Regions from separate parts of the Mus musculus genome. Here region 2 is linked to region 1. A link is a contact called in public Hi-C data. All regions are on one chromosome and are shown on one strand. Each heading gives the region's core, a stretch centred on a gene start, on an enhancer-like site or on the middle of the called end of the contact. The rest is flanking DNA. Distances are from core to core; before and after follow the strand shown.

Region 1 (3,269 bases), core at 489-2,988:
GATATATAGATATATAGATATACAGATGATATATAGATACATAGATATATAGATATATAGATGATATATAGATATATAGATGATATATAGATATATAGATGATATATAGATATATAGATGATATATAGATATATAGATGATATATAGATATATAGATGATATATAGATATATAGATATATGTGTGTATGTATATACACACACATATCTAACATATACATACACACACATATATGGCATATCCCTATATGCCCCATAGCATGACATGCAACCTGCCCGAGTAAGTCTTGAAAAATATTATTATAAGATATGATTAAAGATAGACATGGTATAGTTGGTAAAATCCTTGCCTGGTAAGCATAAAGCCCTAGGTTCAATCCGGAAGAAAAAAAAAACATGTTGGTGGTTTATACACATAATCGCAGCACAAGGTTATCCTTGGCTACACAGCTGCAGCCCAGCCTAAGCTACATGACGTTCTCTCAAAAAGCAAACTAAGGGCTAGGGAGATCACTCAGACAAGGAAAGTATTTGACTCAGAAGCATGCAGACCCAGAGCCAGATCCTCAGCAGTCACAGAAAAAGCCACCGGCAGCAGAGTGTGTCTGTGTGTCTCGCTGGCACTGGAGAGGCAGAGCCAGGAGGATCCCTAGGGCTTGCTGGCCAGACAAGCTGGCTCCAGCTTCAGGGAGAGAGCCTATCCCAAAAAAGAAAGTACAAAGTATTTAGGAAGATGACACATGACCTTGACCTCTGACCTACACACACACACACACACACACACACACACACACACACACATATATACACACACACACACATATATACACACACACACACACACACACACACAAATACACTCACAATACACCTACAATAAAATGTAAAGAGGCAGGATTTTACTTTCCAGGCTACCCCATCCCCTGGAGCCCAGGGAAGTGAGCTAGAAAGACCCATGGACTCCAAATGTCTGAGCCCTGACTACCTGTGTCACAGAAAAGCCACACTGGAAGAATGGCGCACACACACTAAACCCCAGCCTTCATGGGCACAGCGGCCAGTCAGCTACTGTCCTACTCTCTGGAGCTGTGCCCTTAGGTTCTGAACTCTGTGCCCACAAGCTGTCAAGCCCTAAAATGGCTACAGGGGCCTGACTTGTGAGAAGTAAGGAAAGAAAGCCACTCTCAACTCCACCTCAGCAGGTCAAGGGGGAAAATGGGGCTCAGGGGAGAAAGTGCCTGAAGTGTCCTCATCTCCCACCATTGAATTTTCTTCAGAATCTCAGGCGTAGGAGAGACAGCAGACACTCAGCAAGCACCTCTAGGATGCTAGGTGAGGGACCCAGAGGTAGACTGGACCCTGGACCTCCCAGGTCAGAGCCCAGTAGGGATGGCAGGTGTCTCTGATCTCCTTCCGTTTTTACTAACCATGAAGACTGATCTATGGGATGTGTGCTACATACAAACCCACACACATGCGCTTGCGCGCACACACATCTAGGAAAAGAAACTCTGTTTCTTGCTTATAACCAAATTATCCCATTTCCTGACCTTAAAAAAGAACAGCAGGTTTCCTTAGAAGATTTCAAACCTTATTAGCCACAGTGGGAAATGATGCTTTAATGGGGCTATGATGGTCTCAGCCTCGGGTGTCTGTGTACGCGGCCGTATTACTTAGCAACACCGTGGCCGGTTAGGTTTAATTTCCTAGCTTGCCTGATAAGGAGGCTGCAAATGTAATTTGTGGGGCTGCAAGCTGGGCAAACTTGCAGGGCTATTAGATGAGTCACTGGGTGAGCCAGGCCTCTGTGCCCAGCTCTGCGGAAGAAGAGAGATGAGCTCTGATCTGCCGGGCTGATACCACTGAGGCAGACACAATTTTCCAGGTGTCTAGGAGCTTGTTCGGCTCCCTCCCCTCCTGCTTGCTGGGTTGTTGCCACCATTCATTAAGGGAAGCTTCGCTCACCTCTCAAACCTCGACACAATCATCTTCTAGCTCTCTGGGCTCTGCCTGAAAGCTCAAAGCCTGGTGAGGCCCAACGACAAAGGTAATAGCAGCAACAGTAACATTTTAAGCACTTGGTAAACACTGTGCCAGAGCTTTAGGTAAACACTTTCTGTTGTCTCCCAGGCATCCCCAGAAAGGAGGCATTACTATGACTCTAATTTCCCACTGAAGAAACCGGAGCTCAGAGGGTGACAATCAGCTGGAAGACAATAGAGGGTAGGGGACATGGCTGCCGGCTGAACCGAGGATAGCCTGCCAAAGGACCTAGCTGTCACCCAGCACCTTCCAGCAGAGCCATGACTTTCACTGTTCTCCAAGGATCAGGAAACCCAAGGTTTTATATATACATATACATACATACATATACATATGTTAATACATATGTGTTAATACATATATATGTATATATGTGTTATATACATATATATGTATTATATATACATACATATGTATTATATATGTGTGTGTATGTATTATATGTGTGTATATGTATTATATATATTTATGTGTATATATAGATATGTATATCTATATATACATATATATATACAGACACATATACACAAAGTTGTATGAACTGACTAATTCACACTACACTTGATCTTAGCCAAAAGGTCGAGAAGCGATAAGCTGACTAATTCAGTTATTTAATAATACCTTCATAACCAAACCCAATCTGTCTGCTAGGCAGATCCATGCCCCACACACCTGTGTACAATCTTCTCATTAGCATAAGCAAGTAAACTCATCAAAAGACCCAGTCCAAACTGAGATCTTTCCCTCCGTGAATTGTCTGGTGTCGCAGTCTTCTGAGCACCTCTCCCTTCCGTGCAGCCTCATCCTCCCGGGTGCTCCAGCCAATTATTGGTTCTCTGTGGGTTTCACATCAGACACTCCAATCCCACTCATCTCCCTTCCTCTTGTGCCTACCCTCTACCCTGGCAACCTTCCCCCAATGGAGAATAAAGACTCCCATTGTGGAAGCTGTAGTGTGTCACAGCATGTCCCACAGTATCACCTTTTGTCCACACGTCTTTGTTCGCAAATGTTCACTGCAATGAGTCATCGGTCTGGTACAGAGGCCTCTGGCTTCTGCTACACTATCAATATTGGAACCTCATGGGACTTTTCTCAGATATCCTGTTGTTACCCTGTGTCATTGAGACCTTGAAGCTTTGGTTCTGGAGGACCAGCCCCTTTACCTACTCCAGTAGTTCATCGATGGGGTAGATGTTGAGTGGGCCAATTCAAAGCCCTGGATCTG
Region 2 (3,269 bases), core at 373-2,872, 120 kb after region 1:
GTTGGCTTGCTCAACAGTATTCCTTAGTGGCTTAAATGAATAAAAGAACAGTGCATTTACAAATAGTAGCTTAGATTCAATGAGATGTGACATAGTTCAGATGTAAAGTGCATGAGAGGACAACTGCTCAAAACTCAAATGTAATTCTCCTAACTGTTTTTCCAGTTGACACTCATCACAATAGGGCAGGGAATTTTAAAAAGTGAATTAAAACAAAAAGCAGTTACTATTTGCTTAAAACTAAACAACAAATGCTACTAAGCAAATTTGGACAGGAAAAGTAGACATGTTTAAAATTTCATCTTTATTTATTTATTGTCTGTGATCTTCAACTACCAGAAATAGCTATACAAATTCCAAATTAACATTTGCACTTTTTAATGTCTATAATATAAAATGAAGGGTGTTCTGGGGCAGGAGGGTTGACTCAGTGGTTAAGAATGAAGGGTTCAGCAGGGCGGTGGTGGCGCACACCTTTAATCCCAGCACTCGGGAGGCAGAGGCAGGTGGATTTCTGAGTTCGAGGCCAGCCTGGTCTACAGAGTGAGTTCCAGGACAGCCAGGGCTACACAGAGAAACCCTGTCTCGAAAAACAAAAATAAAAACAAAAACAAACAAACAAACAAAAGAATGAAGGGCTCTAGCAGGCACCAGCACAGCAGGCCTTGCCTTCCCATTTCCCTCTTCCTTGCTAAATCATAGATTATATCCCTAAAGCTGGCCACCAAGGTCTACTCCCTTACTCGACTACTTCCTTCTCCTGAGGCCAATAACCAAGGTCTAGCTATCAAAGTATTGAATTCCAGCAATCAGGAGCCCTTTCTGTCACCTAATTTACATGCCCAACCAAAACAACCCAAATCACCCTAACAGGGGTTTCTCCTTTTCCCTTTATAAACTGCCATTTGCGCAAGGGTCACATCTGTCTCATTTCTATCCAGAGGCAGTCCTTCCACGGCAACATACACCTTCTCCCTCACCCTTGTTCCTTCTCCTTTCCCCCTTCATGTTCTGTCTCCTGTCTTTGTCACCTATTCCTTGCTCTTTGTCCCTCATGAAGCAAATCTCCTTTGGGCTGAGAACGTGGTCTTAGGGCGTCCTGTGCCAGTTCCAGTTCTTTCAAAGGACATGTGCTGCGCTTGGAGAGAGCCTAGGTTCTATTCCCAATGCCCACACAGCAGCTCCTCACTGCCCAGAACTCCACTTCCAGGATACCTCATACCCTCTCCTGGCCTCCGTGATCATCAGGCACACACATGGTGCATGGACACACATGGTGCATGGACACACATGCAGACAGATACTCATAAAAAGACCAGGAGGAGGTGGGAGGAACCTTCAATTAGTGCATCTTAGAAAACACTCACTTTTCTCTTTGGATTGAATTGACAATCCAGCACACGACAATTTGAGCTTAAAATAAGTTCTTGCTCTCTGAGGGACATTAGGGGTCTTATGACTCCCGGTGCAGGAGCTTTTTGTAATTTATACACCTGCCCTATGAGTAAGAAGCCCTGTATCTTCACCCGAGCCTCCTCAAGACTGCTGGCATGATTCAGAAGCACTTCTAAGCAAGGCGGAACTCTGACTCAGAGAGCAGTGTCATTCTTGCAGTGGCTAGAATGAATTAAGGTCACTTCCCTCAAAGGTCACCAGCACCATCCAGAGGAGAGGACATGGGATTACACTCCTTTCAATAAATAAAGCTTGAAAGGAGGACCACGAACCTTAAGAGAATCTGCTTCAAAAAGAAATGTAGTGAAGAATCCAGGGCAGGAAACCCAGCCACTGGTGATGACAAAAGGCTGGGAGATCCGAAAGCGTAAGGACGGTCTCAAAACTATCCAAGCCTGGAGACCTCCAACAGCCCACACCTGAACTCTGTGCACTCAGAGATGAGCAAGCGTCCCAACAATGGCTCTCACATGTGCCAGCCCCCTGCAGCATCAGATGATGCCCAGTGAACAGGCACAACACCGGAAAAAGCTTACTCGCCCACCTACAGCCTTAGCTATAGGGAAATAGTTCAAATATTTTAACTGTAACATCAAAGGTGAGATAGAAATTTTAAGAGAAAATTACAATTTATGTACCCTAGAAGGTAGAATTTAGTCCTCATTTACATATATTTAAGAAATTCTACCTAGGGCTGGGAATGGAGCCACACGCCTTTACTCACTCGGGAGGCAGAGGCAGGCAAATCTCTTTGAGTTTGAGGCCAGCCTGGTTTACAGAGCAAGTTCCAGGACAGCCAGGGCTACATACAGTAAACATGTTTCAAAAGAATTTTTTTTTCTCAACCTAAGAAAATAATTAAACTTTAATTTTTCAACATATTTTACTCACCGCAAGCATTTTCATTAAGAGTTCCTGCTGCTCTTTTACTGCCTGGTTTTTAATGCTCTCCTCATAATCATAACCATTTTTAGCCAAGTAATCAAGGTAGTTGTGAAACAGAACCGAATGCCAAAATTGTTCCTGGAAAATGGACAGAAGTACACAAAACTGAACAGCTCTCTCATACTGGGCAAGTGTTAGCTGTACCTTAAGATACCAGCTTTAAATATTTTCTTTCTTTTTTTTTTAAAGATTTATTTATTTATTATTATATGTAAGTACACTGTAGCTGTCCTCAGACACTCCAGAAGAGGGAGTCAGATCTCGTTACGGATGGTTGTGAGCCACCATGTGGTTGCTGGGATTTGAACTCCTGACTTTTGGAAGAGCAGTTGGGTGCTCTTACCCACTGAGCCATCTCACCAGCCCCTTAAATATTTTCTGAAACCCTCTTTTCTCTATAGTCTTACTTTACTATAATTTGAATCTCAATGTGCTAAAATCGCTTGGCTTTACGTTCTAGCCTTTTAAAAAGGCGTTTCTGTGTATGAGTATAGCACTTTTATTTCCTATATGACTCGTCCTCAGAGGACTTTGTAAGCCAATTCTGTAGGTGGTTTACTTCCTAACTATCATAACTAATTGCACGGTTTCAAATGCCTTTAAAACAACAGGGCTAGGTTAGGAGAGGATAAGTTTACGGTCAGTGTAGCGGGCTTACTGACCCTACCAGGGAAGCTCTGCCCCTGGTGAGGGCCTCCCAGTCAAAGCCATTTTCTTGGGAGAAAGCCCTGAAAGCTGTGACAGCAACCACATGAGGTGGCCTTGTGATCAAAAGATCTACTGCGGGGGGTCGGGGGTGGGGGTGGTGGTGGTGAGATGGCTCAGCGGTTAGGAGCGCCGACTGTTCTTCCAAAGGTCCTGAGTTCAAA

What was found. A called contact is a pair of places that touch in the nucleus more often than the background predicts.
Region 2: a contact with region 1 is called in a Hi-C map of the N1E-115 cell line, with 7 times the contacts expected there. The contact joins two enhancer-like sites. A contact is called at or near these places in 4 of 39 promoter capture datasets (the C10 cell line, the HPC-7 cell line, liver and 1 more), 5 of 484 Hi-C or Micro-C datasets (the C10 cell line, the G1E-ER4 cell line, the N1E-115 cell line and 2 more) and 2 of 9 other capture datasets (adipose tissue and pancreatic islet).

The regions. Positions count from the first base shown.
Region 1 is chr14:47,132,388-47,135,656 of GRCm38.p6, forward strand. It overlaps the pseudogene Gm52169. Among named protein-coding and RNA genes, the nearest start is that of Gm10371, 18 kb to the left of the region's middle. Within about 2 kb of position 1,739, at least 33 of the 459 cell types and tissues checked have an H3K27ac peak or open chromatin away from gene starts, as enhancers often do. A contact at or near this core is called in the N1E-115 cell line, where this site is marked.
Region 2 is chr14:47,248,414-47,251,682 of GRCm38.p6, forward strand. Wdhd1 (WD repeat and HMG-box DNA binding protein 1) reads right to left here. Exons shown (of 25, transcript NM_001360532.1): 17 at 2,347-2,478. Among named protein-coding and RNA genes, the nearest start is that of Gm24378, 21 kb to the right of the region's middle. Within about 2 kb of position 1,623, at least 29 of the 459 cell types and tissues checked have an H3K27ac peak or open chromatin away from gene starts, as enhancers often do. A contact at or near this core is called in the N1E-115 cell line, where this site is marked.